Regions from separate parts of the Zea mays genome. Here all the other regions are linked to region 1. The links are chromatin contacts, called in public Hi-C maps. All regions are on one chromosome and are shown on one strand. Each heading gives the region's core, a stretch centred on a gene start, on an enhancer-like site or on the middle of the called end of the contact. The rest is flanking DNA. Distances are from core to core; before and after follow the strand shown. Region 1 holds the start of LOC606413 (protein disulfide isomerase 6). Region 2 has its middle 19 kb from the start of LOC103650156. Region 3 holds the start of LOC103650157 (cytochrome P450 709B2).

Region 1 (4,572 bases), core at 1,304-3,803:
TCTATTCTGAATTTTTTTCAATTCAAAGTTGGCAGCCTGTTCTTGTTGGTCCTCATCATGATAATAAAATTGCTCAACACAAGATATGAAGGCTTCATTCATTTTGGGCTCATCAAAGATTGATGGGTTAGCATAACTATAGTGTGGATTCAGCAAAAAAAGCTGTCAAATGCAATGAAGAATCAAGTCTTCCATTCATCTTCTTCTCAATTACAGCCATAACATCTTTGAATCGAGACTCAACATTGCCAAAGGCCTCTTTGACCTCTCTCTTTGCCTTTAGTAGCTCTCCATAAAAGAAACCCATGGATGGCTTCACATCCCCATCAACCAAACGGAGGACTTTGACCAATGGCTCAAAAACAGCCAACATTAGCTTCACATCCTTCCAAAAGGCTGGACTCAATATAGTAGCTGTGGCCTTTTTTCCTTTCTTTGATTTCACATCCTTTAATGAGTCCCACCTGCTATGAACCACCATCTTCCTTAATTGGTCCTTCTTCTCTTGCATGCTGTTCAAAGTGAGAAAGTATGAAGCAAACCTAGTCACTCCTGGCCTCACTAGCTCTTTCCCCTCTGTGAAGTATCTCAAGCACTCCAATGTTCTTGTGTGGTCATACACAAATATGGTAAATGACTTTGTTTGGTCAATCACTTTCCTGAACCGAGGCAAGTTGCCAATTCCTTGGAGCATCAAGTTGATTGTGTGAGCTGCACAAGAGGTCCAAAATATTTGTGGTCTTTTCACAAGCAATAGCTTCTTTGCTCCCATGTTGTTAGAGGCATTGTCAGTGACTACTTGCACCACATTTTCTTCACCAATGTCTTCAATTGCTTTGTCCACTAATTCAAAAATGACTTCACTTGTGTGTGACACATCTGACATCTCTTTTGAGCTAATGAAGGAGGTTCCATCAGCACAATTAGTGCATATATTCATTATGCTTCTCCTCTTCCTATCTGACCAAGCATCGGTCATAATAGAGCACCCATTTTTCATCTTCTCGGCTTCACGTTCCTGCAGCAAACACTTGGTTCTTTCATATTCTTCTTCCAGCAAACTACCTCGAAAGGCATCTTGAGTTGGAGGTGTAAGTCCTGGTCCAAATTGTCCAATTGCTTCACACATTTGCTTGAACTCATCATTGTCACATGCATTGAAAGGTATTCCTGCCAATGATTAAAAAATGAAGTCTAATTAGTGTCCAGTTCATGAATAACAGCAAATAATGAATTTTAAAATGTGAAAACAGCATAGTATACTAGCAATTTACCACGATTATAGGCCCATCTTGCAATAAACTTGTACACCTCATGCTCTCTTTCTTTCCACAGTTCCTTGTTCAGCTGCTGTTGTTTGAAAGAATCAGCCTTAGTAGGATCAATAGCACGTGTCCATTTGTCAATTGGCCCTAATTTGTGAGGTTGTGAGCTTCCAACACAAGTGACTTCTTCTAACTCCTCTCCAACCCTAGATACATTCACTTCCTCTCCAAGTTCTAGCTCACGAACAGTCTTCTCCTCCCTCTTCCTTTTTTGCAGCCTCTATTGCTTTCTTGCACTTCTCTTTAGCCTCTAGAGCTTGCGGTGTTGCAGACGTGCATTTCTTCACATTCTTTCCAACATGGGCAAGATGCTCCTTCAACCTATAAATCCCTCCCCTCATCTCCTTGTCACAGAACTTACACTTCACCTTGTCTTTGTTGTTAGCATCAACCAGAACACCATATTCCCATCCAACATCATCTGAATTTCTTTTTAGGAGATTCGCTCTAGCTGCTTCAGTTTCAGAAGGTGCAGCTGCAGTTTCTGATGACATCCTTAATCCTTTCACTTGTACACCGCAGGCTATCATTTCTCTTGTACAAGTAGGAAAGTAGGGAGGCCAAGTTAGCAGGGGAGGAAAGCAGGGGAGGCGGTTAGCAGGGGAGCGGCTGGAGGAGGGGGATGAGCAGGGAGGGGAGCAGCCGTCGGGGGAGGAGAACTCACCGGCGGGGGAGCAGGAAGGGGAGCAGCCGGCGGGGGAGTAGCCGGAGGCCAAGTTCGCGTGTGGAGGAGGGAGGCCGAGCGGGAGCAGCGCATGGATTTTCCCACGCGGGAGCAGGTCGGCCCGGCACGCGCTCCTGCTAAAAATCCTGCGCGCTTCCGCTAAAAAAACGCCGCGCGCTCCCGCCGCCCGCCTACGGCGCCTGCGCGCCGCAAAGTCGCCACGGAGGCGCGGCTGAGCGCCGCCTAGGCGATGCGCCCGCCTAAACAGCGCACAACGCCCTAGGCTACGCGGCAGCCCACCGATTAGCGCCTAGGCGCCGCCTAGCCGAACACAGTTCGTACGCTTGGTGCTCAACACCATCGTTGTCGACCTCTTTTTCTTCATACTTGTAGTGTTAGTCTAATCTACCGTATGTTCGAGTGGCACCATATGTTAGTGTGATTAAAAAGGAAAGAGAAAACAATATGGTCGAGTGAGATACCACTCACACGCACGAAATCACGGGCATGTGACAACCTAAAACAAGGTAAGGTTGCACGTTTAAAAAGCTGTAGTGTATTTCTGATTTATTTATATGGAGATTATTTCTGGTTTATATAAAAGGACACAAGTGGGGACGAAGTAGCAGAAGACTTCCCTTCGTCTGCTTCCCAGAGACCCAGCCATGGCGATCTCCCAGATCTCACGCATATTCCTGGCCATCCTTCTCCTGGCCGCCGCCTTCGCCGCCGCCCCAGCTGCGCTTGCGGACGGCGACGACGTGGTGGCCCTTACCGAATCCACGTTCGAGAAGGAGGTCGGAAAGGACCGCGGCGCCCTCGTCGAGTTCTACGCCCCCTGGTTTGAGCTCGCTCCCTTTGTTCTCTACCACGCTGGATTGTATTTCGATAGATCGTACGGGAATGCGGGACTAGATCTGTGGACTGTGGTTGGGGTTACTGGTACCGCAGTAGGTCCCGAAATTTGGATATTTGCGGACATGGATGGGGCGGTAGTTCTCGAGCTGATCCAATTGTGGGTAGAAATCGTGTTTTCCTGTATTTTTTTCAATCAGTTGTGGGATCCGCTAGAAATAAGATCGTTATGGATGGATATTTTAATTCACGTAGTGAATTGATCATTTTATAGGCTTGGCAGACTGGTGGCATATATGCACTTGAACTGTCTTAATATTTGGCCGTTTGTCTCCCACGTGTAAAAATGTTGTAGATCACAGATTCATCTTCTAGTGTGTAGGCTTGGGTATACAAAACAAGTGGGATCTCTCGTTTGACCGTGCACTTTTAACCTCTGCAGTTTTATCTTCTGCAATAGTATAATACCCTGGAATTCAGTAACATAGAACTGTACTTGGAATTTATTATTTCTCTGCATCAGCAGGTCAACGTTTCATAAATTCTGGTTTTAATCATCTGCTTGATTTGTTTGTTTAGGTGTGGTCACTGCAAGAAGCTTGCTCCTGAGTATGAAAGACTTGGTGCAAGTTTTAAGAAAGCTAAATCTGTCTTGATTGCTAAGGTATATGTATATCTGTCATACACATGAAGAATTAAATTGGTTCTCTACCTGATGAATCTCTCAGCATTACTTAGATATTATATGTCCTTTTATTCCACTATGTGAGATAAGAAAATTATTGACACATGGCTATGACATTTCTTCTGCACTTTTTGCGGTTTCATAAAATCATTCACTTATCTTAAAATCTGGTTTCTTTTTTTAGGTTGATTGTGATGAGCACAAGAGTTTGTGCAGCAAGTATGGAGTTTCCGGGTATCCAACAATCCAATGGTTCCCGAAAGGATCCTTGGAGCCCAAAAAGTGAGGGAGCGCGTGTTTAAATTTTTCCATATCCTTTGTTTACCAAGTTCTGTGAATTCTGACAGAAATTCCTTTGGCAAATTAGGTATGAAGGACAACGCACTGCAGAAGCCCTTGCTGAATTTCTCAATACTGAAGGAGGTGGGAATTTAACATGTTCTCTGTAATACTGTGAATCTGTTGCTTTACCAAGCAGCTTCACTTTTTTATATTCAATGTGCTTATTGTATATAAGAATGTCACAGACTACATTTCAAGTTTTCACAAAAAAATAACAAAGTTATGCATTATCGCAGTAATCATATTTCTCCATTAATCAATGTCTAAATTCATTGGATTCTGGATTTTTCAGGCACAAATGTAAAGCTGGCAACCATTCCTTCAAGTGTTGTGGTTCTCACCCCAGAGACCTTTGACTCAATTGTCCTTGATGAAACCAAAGATGTCCTTGTTGAGTTCTATGCCCCATGGTAGGTTACTGGGTTTTGTTAAGAACTTCGCCATTATCTTTTGTGCCATCAATCTGTTATCTTTGCTCAGTGAATCTAATGGATTATGTACTTGTCTTATCTACAGGTGTGGTCACTGCAAGAGTCTTGCACCGGTTAGTACATGGTTCTCGTTTGAGTTCTTGACACATTCTATTGTGGTTTTACTCTTGTAAGCACCCTTGGCGATCTTCATCATTTCTGATATGTCTAATCATAATCTTTATTGTTTCAGACGTATGAGAAGGTGGCTTCTGTTTTCAAGTTGGATGA
Region 2 (4,572 bases), core at 958-3,457, 230 kb before region 1:
CTGCGACCTATTATGATTTTGAGTTATTGGGTTCATTAGATAGAAATGACATTCTAGGACCTCATAGGATCAATGGCAAGTGGTATATATGGAACGATCCACCTTGAGAAAAATTTTCTAATCCCTTAAACCATTTTGAGAAAACCTTGATTCAAATTCGTATGTTTCAATATGACTTTTTAAGTTTCAATCTTTTTATCTCAAATTTTGTGGACATCTTTCAAACTTACTTGTGAAGGTCACTCGGAATTCGTTTGGATTGATTTTGAATTTTAGAACCTTGATTCGGGCTGCTAGAAACTGGGCATTGTTTTGGTAACTTCCGGATCTTCAATTTCTGTCTTGCAATTCATTTGTTTTGTTGGACTCATGTATGCATCACGAACTTTTTCAAAACATATAATCATTGGCTAATGAGAAGTTTTTAGTTTGAGCGTTTTCTTCATCTCCATTAATATTAAAAGCTCATTTTCCCGACTTTGGAGAATTTTCCTCACAAACTCATTTATGGCTATTTTGAGAAATCTGTTGTGTTCATCGATCATTTGCAAGAATATCTAGTCATTAGTTGATGCTTAAGTACTATCTTGTGTATTTTGAACTTTTGGATGTTTGGACACAGTATTGGAAAACAAGACAAGATTGTTGTTGTGGTTTCTGAACCCACGGGACAATAAAATTTGTGTTCGGCAGGAGTGTTAGCGCGGACTCGCTCCGAATGGTAAGTTACGGAGGCTCAAAAGTGGATCTGAGCGCGAAAGGGTTATACTAGTTCAGGCCGGAACCCTAGTCCAGTGCAGTGCTGACAGTAGTATTGCTCGGAGTGTGTTACAGTTGGATGCTTGTGTGAAGCCGTCGGATGTCTTTGGATGGGGTTGTCTTGCCCTTTTATAGCTCAAGGGTAGATGTTACAATGAGAACTTGTATTATACTGTAATACCCAAATTTATAAATCATATGATAGTAGATGAATTTCTTGAGTGTCTTGCCTCTATTTAATGGAGCATATGAAAAACCACCTTTAAAGTTAATAAATAGCTAATGACACCTAAAACAATATGTGCATCATGCTGGGGTTTTATTGTGTGCATTCGGTGACAATATAAAAATAATGTAAATAGAAATATATTAGTACCCAAATTAGAATTTAAGACTTAAATTGGGATTCTAGAATTACAGAAAGAGAGCACAAGTTATCATGAAATAAATATTAAAAATAGATAAATTCACTCATATCATGTCTAAGATGAATATTTAATGATAAAACAAATTTACCACAAAGTTTGAATTTGAATGGGAATTCAAATTATGAATTTGAAAATAAAAAGAAATTAGAAAAGAAAAAAGAAAAAAAAAGAGAAAACGTGCCTAGGCCAGCTTCTGTTCACTCGGCCCACTAACGTTCATTCCCCGTGCGGCCCAGGATCCCTTTCCCCGCGCGCGCCGTCACGCTGACGAGTGGGACCCAACTAGCCATCACGCGCGCTCTCCGCGTTTCGCCGAAAAGTGGGGTCTGTTAGTCAGCCGCCTCAACCGTTCCGCGACTTCGCCTCAACGGAGCTCCGGCCATGGCGGAGTGCGCCGCGAACCCCGGAGCACGTTGTGTGACCTTGTCCGCCACGTTCCTATATGTTGCGCCCCCTTTCCTTCCCTCCACTACCTTCGTGCGTGAGCGCAGGAACCAAATCGTCGCTGCCATTACTATGAGAAGTGAGTAAGGGGAGAAGCGGGTCGCCGTGGAGCCATCAGCTCGTTGCCGATCCCAATTGGGTCCGAATTAGGATATCAGGATCTTCGCCCAATCTTACCGAGGGTGCGCAAACCGTAGGCGGGCGGTGAAACCGGTCGTAGCGGGCGGAATTCTCGCCGTGGTTGAAGACCTGCCACGGATCCGCGCTGCCTCGTGGACAGGGGGGATCTTCACCGTGAACCGAAGTAAGTTGAGTACCAGTTTGTTCTTTTTCCTCTCGGCGTAGCGTAGCGTGATTCAAACTAGGATTTTGCCGCACTAGCTGGCAGCGTCGCCGTGTTGGGCGTCGTGGGGGAGTACGGCTCCTATGCCATCCGTATTGGGATGAAGGGTCCAAATTAATTGGTCGGATACCAAATCTAAACTGCTGATCAGCGATCGGATGGATTAGCACAGTTATGAAATGAGATGTGATCGACACCGTTGGTTTCCGATCCGGTGGTTACTATTGCGTATCGATTCGATGAAATTAGAATCTAATCTTAACCGTAGAAAATTGATTGGGTGGTCCATCTTGGCTGATACCCCTTCGGATCGCTGACTTTACAAATAGAACCCTATGTTTTAGGGAAACAAACCGGTCGTCCATCGCCGGTGTTCACTGAGTCTCGGGATACTTACAAGGAAGCCCCTGCACTTTTCAGAAATTGACGCGCAGTCCAGAGAACAGATAAATTGGATAAATAAATATGGAAATGTATTTTTAATGTAAAAATAATTGCTAGAATTTGTTTAATCCATAGAAAATTCATATTAAGTCCAAATTTGTCTAATCTAGTTTCTATAATTTTGTAATAATATTGTGCATCACATAGTGTCTCTTTTGACATGAAAATTGTATTAAAATTTATCTCTTAATTAATCTTGTATCAAATACATAGAACATTTGGAAATTCATAACTTAAATTCCATAACTCCAAAATTAATGATTCATGTTCCTATGATCTTATTTCAATATGTAGATTATTAATATGTACTTTGTATACATGTTTAGTGTGATGTTAATTTCCTTTTTATACTATGCTTGTTTGTATTGTGGCGAGTAGAAGAGCCAGTGGTTGAGGATCCCGGAGTTCAGCAGGTAGAAGCTGTTGAGCAGGAGCTCATTGAAGACAAGTTGTGCCCTTAACCACTTTTATTACCCAATAATGTTCTTTATTATCATTTATTCCTGCATTGGTATAATTTTGATGGGACCCAATAGGTAACCCTAGACTGGTTATCCTTTTACCTTGTTCACCCCTGAATCATTTGGGTAGTTTTGCTATTGTTCTATATGGTTTTGGGATTATTATTACATTATGTCTATGTTTCAATTATTTTGTTATTTTATTATTCATGTCAAGATCATTATTTTTAATTGGAACATGGAGCTTAACTTGAGAAACACGTGCCACCACAAGGGTGGAATTGGACGCCCTTGGCTGACTAACTAGGAAATCTAGTGGAGGACTACCTTACCTGATATGGGCAAGGGCAGTAGGGGAGTAGGCGTGTAGGGAGGTTCCTGGGTTGATTTTGCTACGTTGGCGGTCAGACGGGGGATTCCTGCATTGCTCTTCCTAGAAACTGTAGCGGGTTTTCTGAAGCTAGTGGAACTTTGTAAAGGCCTCATAGTGTTACTGTGCCTCGCTTTCTTGGTAGAGGTGTATGGGAGTCGCGATCCCTTGCAGATGGGTAACATGACTAGTGGGTACAGGGTACAACCTCTGCAGAGTGTAAAACTAGTATACTAGCCGTGCTCGCGGTCATGAGCAGCTGAGGACTCTCGCATGATTAAAGTATGGAACTAAATTCAATTTGTCATTTGCATTGCATGAGATTATTTATTAATTTTGTTCTATTCTTATTATGGTTTGGTATTTACTTACATCTAGTAATTGCTAATAAAATTTGACCAACTTATTAAAAGCAATGCTCAGCTTTAACCCCCTATTGTTGATCAGCCTTACACATCACATGAACTCCCACCTTTGGTGAGTTCATGCATATTATTCGCCATGACTTGTTGAGCTATGATCTTTTGTGAGCCTACACTTGCGATATATAAACCCCCCAACAGGAGAAGAACATGTGGCCCAGGAGGAGCCACACAACGAGGAGTTCTACTTGATCTAGGTGGTGTCTCCCAGTCGACTTTATGGCGCCAAGGATGGACTTTAGTTCGCTTTATATTTATCTTTTATTTTGTAAGACTTCCGCTATGTAATAAATAATTTTATGATATTGTGACATTTATCTCTATACACTATGTTATTATATGTGTTGTCTTCTTTGGCGCATATATGAGATGCACCCGGCTTTATTCCTTAAATCCGGGTGTGACATATACTAGGGAGGGAGTTCGGCCTCCTGCTTCTGGGCCTCATAGCTTCTATGGTCTTTGTGTTGGGTCATGATTCTGGGCCTCGTGGCCCCTATGGAGTCGTCTACCGGGTCGTGTGCTGTCATACCTCTGGTATGGCGTCGCGTCCCATGCGCCTTCCTGTAGCTACTCCGATTTAGACATGGTGGTGCTTGGTGGGTTCTGTTGAGTCAGCTAAAGGCGTTGTGTAGGGATGTCTTCAGTACAACTTTGTCTTCTGTCATCCCCTACCGTCACTTTTCATCATGCGTAGGCGTATGCCTGGTACGGCGTATTGCCCCGTCCCCTCCGTCGTATGGGTCATTGTAGAGACCCTGATGCTGAGGTCTCTGTGCCTGGGGTTGTCCAGTCCCACTAGTCAGTGGGGATACGTATCAGGTGTCGTGCTTGACAAAGACTCTTTGGTATCGTTTCCACGGTCTAGGCATGCCTTTGTAATGTCCCATCGTGCTGACAT
Region 3 (4,572 bases), core at 1,182-3,681, 180 kb before region 1:
CGTCCCCGGGAGGCCTTTTGGACCTCCATGTCGAGCTGTGTGGCAGGTGTGTCGTCCGGTTCGTGGGCCGTCTTTGGGAGGCCTTTGAGCCTTCTTTAATTACCCGGTTTTTCGGGTACCCGACAATTGTCGTGGTGAAAAAAAAATATTGTCTCCAATTCGCACTTCTCTAGTATGTTTTCTTTGTACGATCATTCAGTATGTCTTCTTTGTACGATGCTGCTATAGTGTAGGAACACAACTATAATTATTGCAGGTAATCTCCCTGACAAGTTTTTATTCATTACATTCTGCGTAAGAAACTAAAGCAAACCGTAAATAAAGTAAAAAAATACAACAGCATCACATAATGACATACCAAATACCCACAAGTGTTTGTTTAGTGTGACAAACCTCGGGCAAAAGGAAGTGGCAGTGCGTATATATATTTATGGTAGCACATCTCAATCGTGAAGGTTCCTCAGGATGATGGGAAGCCCGAACCTGGGCATAAGGGTGACCGCTTCCTTGGGTGCATGGACATAGTTTGGCGAGAGCTCAAACGAGAACCTCTGAAGGATCATGGCGATCCCGATACGGGCCTCAAGCATCGCGAAGTTCTGGCCGATGCAAGCCCTAGGCCCCTGGGAGAAGGACAGCAGGGCATTGGGGTGTTTGGCAGCGGCATTGGACACGCCATGCTCGAACCTGTCAGGGTTGAACTCGTCAGCATCTTGGCCCCAGACATCCTTGTCCCTGTGCAGCAATGCAATTGGTATCGACAGCATTGTTCCCTTGGGCACCCTCGTGCTGCGGAGCAGGATGTCTGAGCCTACGGCCCTTCTTATGAACACCACGGGGCTGTAGAGCCTCAATGACTCGAGAAGAACCATGTTAACCTGAACGGCAATGGATATCAATACATTGACCGGTTCCAAATTTCTGGCGGGAGGGGGATATGCTAGGTTTACCAGTTTGAGCTTGGTGACTGTGTCCGGATTTGGCACTGCATCGCCACACTCTCTCAGCACCTCCTCCCTCAGCCTGTGTTGCCACTCAGAGTACCTGCTAAGCAGGAACATGGTCCAGGTGAGGAGGTGCGAGGTGGTGTCCTGCCCAGCGAAGATGAAGGTCTTGCACTCGTCCACGATCTCCTCCGTGGTGAGCATCTGGTGCCCTTCTTGCTCCAGAGCGCGCGCTTGGAGCATCAGGCCGAGCAGATCGTTGCCGTATCCACTGGTGCCCCTCGCGGCAAGGCGCCCTTCGATTATCGCCATGAGCATGCTCCTCACCTTCTTGTCCAGCTCTTCAACTCGTCGGCTGCTCTTGCTAGTTGGCAATTTCAGTTTCCTTCATGCATATACGTATGTATGCAAATGAATTTCGATTATTGAGTATTCCATTGCCTTTATGCAAAGAAGCGATTAGTTGAATAACCTTAGACAAGCAGGAGCAGGGATATCAAGCCATGTCGAGAATGTGAGTTCTTGGAGCTCCTTCTGCGCGACGAACACCTCCTTACCCTCCTTGTAGCTGGTACCGAAGGCCGTGTGCGCGATGACATCTGAAGTCAGCTCCGAGAACTCGCTGCTGAGTTCAATTTCAGCCTCATGGTTGCTGGCCCGCTGTATCTGAGATCGCCATTGCTGCATCATCCGCTGCACCAGGTCGGCCATGACCACCGACATCGTCTGCATACATGCGACATGACAATGACGCAGTAATTAATTTAATGATCACATTGTATTTGCATATGCAGTGGGATCAGGGTGGTATGCTTGGTCTCAGACATCATATCAGGCTGACCTTGAGCTTGTCGGGCTTGAAGGCCGGGTGCACCACCTCGCGGTGGCGTTTCCAGTCTTCGCCGTTGGCGAGAACGAGACCCTTGCCAAGGAGTACCTCCATGCTGTCGTTCATGTAGTCCTTGGGGAACAGGCCTGTCCTCTCCGCGAGCACCTGCTTCACCAGGCCCACCTCGGCGACGCAGATGGTCGGCACCGCGCCGAACCAGTACAGAAATGTCTTCCCTGCAGTGAACGGTAGTCATTCTGTCAGAAACATACATCATTCGATTCGATTCTCCAGACGAAGGCCACCCGTGCTAATTTAGACGCTGTGCATACCGTAATCGGATACCCATCTACGGTACTGCGGCTGCACGATGGGGACGAAGTCATGGGAGCCGACGTCGAGTGTGATCTTGCTGCCGGCGGCTTTCATCCGCTTGATCTCCGGCAGGGAGCCGACGAGGAACCTGTAGCTTGGGCCCCCGATGCCCTGGCCCCGAAACCACCGGGTGACGACGTAGGGCTTCCACACCAGAAAGAACAGCGCTCCGATCAGCAGCGTGGAGGCGAGCACGGCCAGGAGGGCACCCAGCACTGACCCCATGAAAGCATCCATTTTTTTTTTCTTTATCGATGCGTTTGCTTGTGTGGCTATCTGTGTACTTATATGAATGAGCTGAACAGGGAAAAATATTATACCGGATATAAATGTTATCTTTTACGGCCCTTCACATCCACCACTCGGAGACCCACAAACACATATCAATATTTACAAAATAATCCTTTAGTAATTTGTTTTTCTTCTATTTATATGGACCAGCAGTTAGTATATATGAGGGACTGTAAAAGAGATTCTTTACATCCGGTATGCAAAGAATTTTTTTAGTGAAGGAAAAAATATTCTGTACATACCGGATATAAACGTTATCTTTTACAGCCCTTCACATCCACCACTCGGAGGCCCACAAACACAGATCAATATTTACAAAATAATCCTTTAGTAATTTGTTTTTCTTCTATTTATATGGACCAGCAGTTGGTAGTGAGGGACTGTAAAAGAGATTCTTTACATCCGTTATGCAAAGAACTTTTTTCAGTGAAGGGAAAAATATTCTGTACATATCGAATATAAACGTTATCTTTTACAGCCCTTCACATCCACCACTCGGAGGCCCACAAACACAGATCAATATTTACAAAATAATCCTTTAGTAATTTGTTTTTCTTCTATTTATATGGACCAGCAGTTGGTATATGTGAGGGACTGTAAAAGAGATTCTTTACATCCGGTATGCAAAGAATTTTTTTCAGTGAAGGGAAAAATATTCTGTACATACCGGATATAAACGTTATATTTTACAGCCCTTCACATCCACCACTCGGAGGCCCACAAACACAGATCAATATTTACAAAATAATCCTTTAGTAATTTGTTTTTCTTCTATTTATATGGACCAGCAGTTGGTATATGTGAGGGACTGTAAAAGAGATTCTTTACATCCGGTATGCAAAGAACTTTTTTCAGTGAAGGGAAAAATATTCTGTACATACCGGATATAAACGTTATCTTTTACAGCCCTTCACATCTGAAAGGGAATTAGGCTTACACCTAGTCCCTAATTAATTTTGGTGGTTGAATTGCCCAACACAAATAATTGGACTAACTAGTTTGCCCAAGTGTATAGATTATACAGGTGTAAAAGGTTCACAAGCTTCTAAAGGGAGAACACATTTTAGGATTAACAAATGTTCATTTTGAGAAAGACAGGATTTGTAGCGCATGCCAAGCAGGGAAGCAAGTTGGCTCTCATCATCCGCATAAGAACATAATGACGACCGACAGGCCACTGGAGCTCCTGCACATGGATCTATTCGGCCCGATCGCTTACATAAGCATCGGCGGGAGTAAGTACTGTCTTGTTATTGTGGATGATTATTCTCGCTTCACTTGGGTATTCTTTTTACAGGAAAAATCTCAAACCCAAGAGACCTTAAAGGGATTCTTGAGACGGGCTCAAAATGAGTTCGGATTAAGGATCAAGAAAATAAGAAGCGACAACGGGACGGAGTTCAAGAACTCACAAATTGAAGGTTTTCTTGAGGAGGAGGGCATCAAGCATGAGTTCTCCTCTCCCTACACGCCACAACAAAATGGTGTAGTGGAGAGGAAGAATCGAACTCTATTGGACATGGCAAGGACCATGCTTGATGAGTACAAGACTTCGGATCGGTTTTGGGCCGAGGTGGTCAATACCGCTTGCTACGCCATCAACCGGTTATATCTACACCGAATCCTCAAGAAGACATCTTATGAACTCCTAACCGGTAAAAAGCCCAATATTTCATATTTTAGAGTTTTTGGTAGCAAATGCTTTATTCTTGTTAAAAGAGGTAGAAAATCTAAATTTGCTCCTAAGACTGTAGAAGGCTTTTTACTTGGTTATGACTCAAACACAAGGGCATATAGGGTCTTTAACAAGTCCACTGGACTAGTTGAAGTCTCATGTGACGTTGTGTTTGATGAAACTAACGGCTCTCAAGTAGAGCAAGTTGATCTTGATGAGATAGGTATTGAAGAGGCTCCATACATCGCGCTAAGGAACATGTCCATTGGGGATGTGTGTCCTAAGGAATCCGAAGAGCCTCCAAAAGCACAAGATCAACCGTCCTCCTCCACTCAAGCATCTCCACCAACTCAAAATGAGGATGAAACTCAAGTTGATGAAGAAGAAGATCAATCAAATGAGCCACCTCAAGATGACGGCATAGATCAAGGGGGAGATGCAAATGATCAAGACAAGGA

The links. Hi-C and Micro-C count contacts between places; a contact is called where the count stands out from the background.
Region 2: a contact with region 1 is called in a Hi-C map of leaf, with 3 times the contacts expected there. The contact joins the enhancer-like site here to the promoter of LOC606413 in region 1. A contact is called at or near these places in 2 of 25 Hi-C or Micro-C datasets (endosperm and leaf).
Region 3: a Hi-C map of leaf shows a contact between it and region 1, with 8 times the contacts expected there. The contact joins the promoter of LOC103650157 here to the promoter of LOC606413 in region 1. A contact is called at or near these places in 2 of 25 Hi-C or Micro-C datasets (both in leaf).

Annotation. Positions count from the first base shown.
Region 1 is chr3:65,053,541-65,058,112 of Zm-B73-REFERENCE-NAM-5.0, forward strand. It overlaps LOC606413 (protein disulfide isomerase 6), which reads left to right and starts at 2,554. Exons shown (of 11, transcript NM_001112288.2): 1 at 2,554-2,830; 2 at 3,424-3,508; 3 at 3,714-3,811; 4 at 3,897-3,952; 5 at 4,164-4,281; 6 at 4,388-4,415; 7 at 4,535-4,572. The coding sequence starts at 2,655. LOC103650159 reads right to left here and starts at 2,464. Exons shown (of 5, transcript XM_035966223.1): 1 at 1,990-2,464; 2 at 1,275-1,859; 3 at 1-1,170. The coding sequence starts at 102.
Region 2 is chr3:64,819,959-64,824,530 of Zm-B73-REFERENCE-NAM-5.0, forward strand. No RefSeq gene overlaps it. Among protein-coding and RNA genes, the nearest start is that of LOC103650156, 19 kb to the left of the region's middle. Within about 2 kb of position 2,208, at least 15 of the 20 cell types and tissues checked have an H3K27ac peak or open chromatin away from gene starts, as enhancers often do. A contact at or near this core is called in leaf, where this site is marked.
Region 3 is chr3:64,877,098-64,881,669 of Zm-B73-REFERENCE-NAM-5.0, forward strand. It overlaps LOC103650157 (cytochrome P450 709B2), which reads right to left and starts at 2,432. Exons shown (of 5, transcript XM_008675805.3): 1 at 2,106-2,432; 2 at 1,786-2,009; 3 at 1,417-1,670; 4 at 951-1,329; 5 at 229-878. The coding sequence starts at 2,385. The coding sequence ends at 444.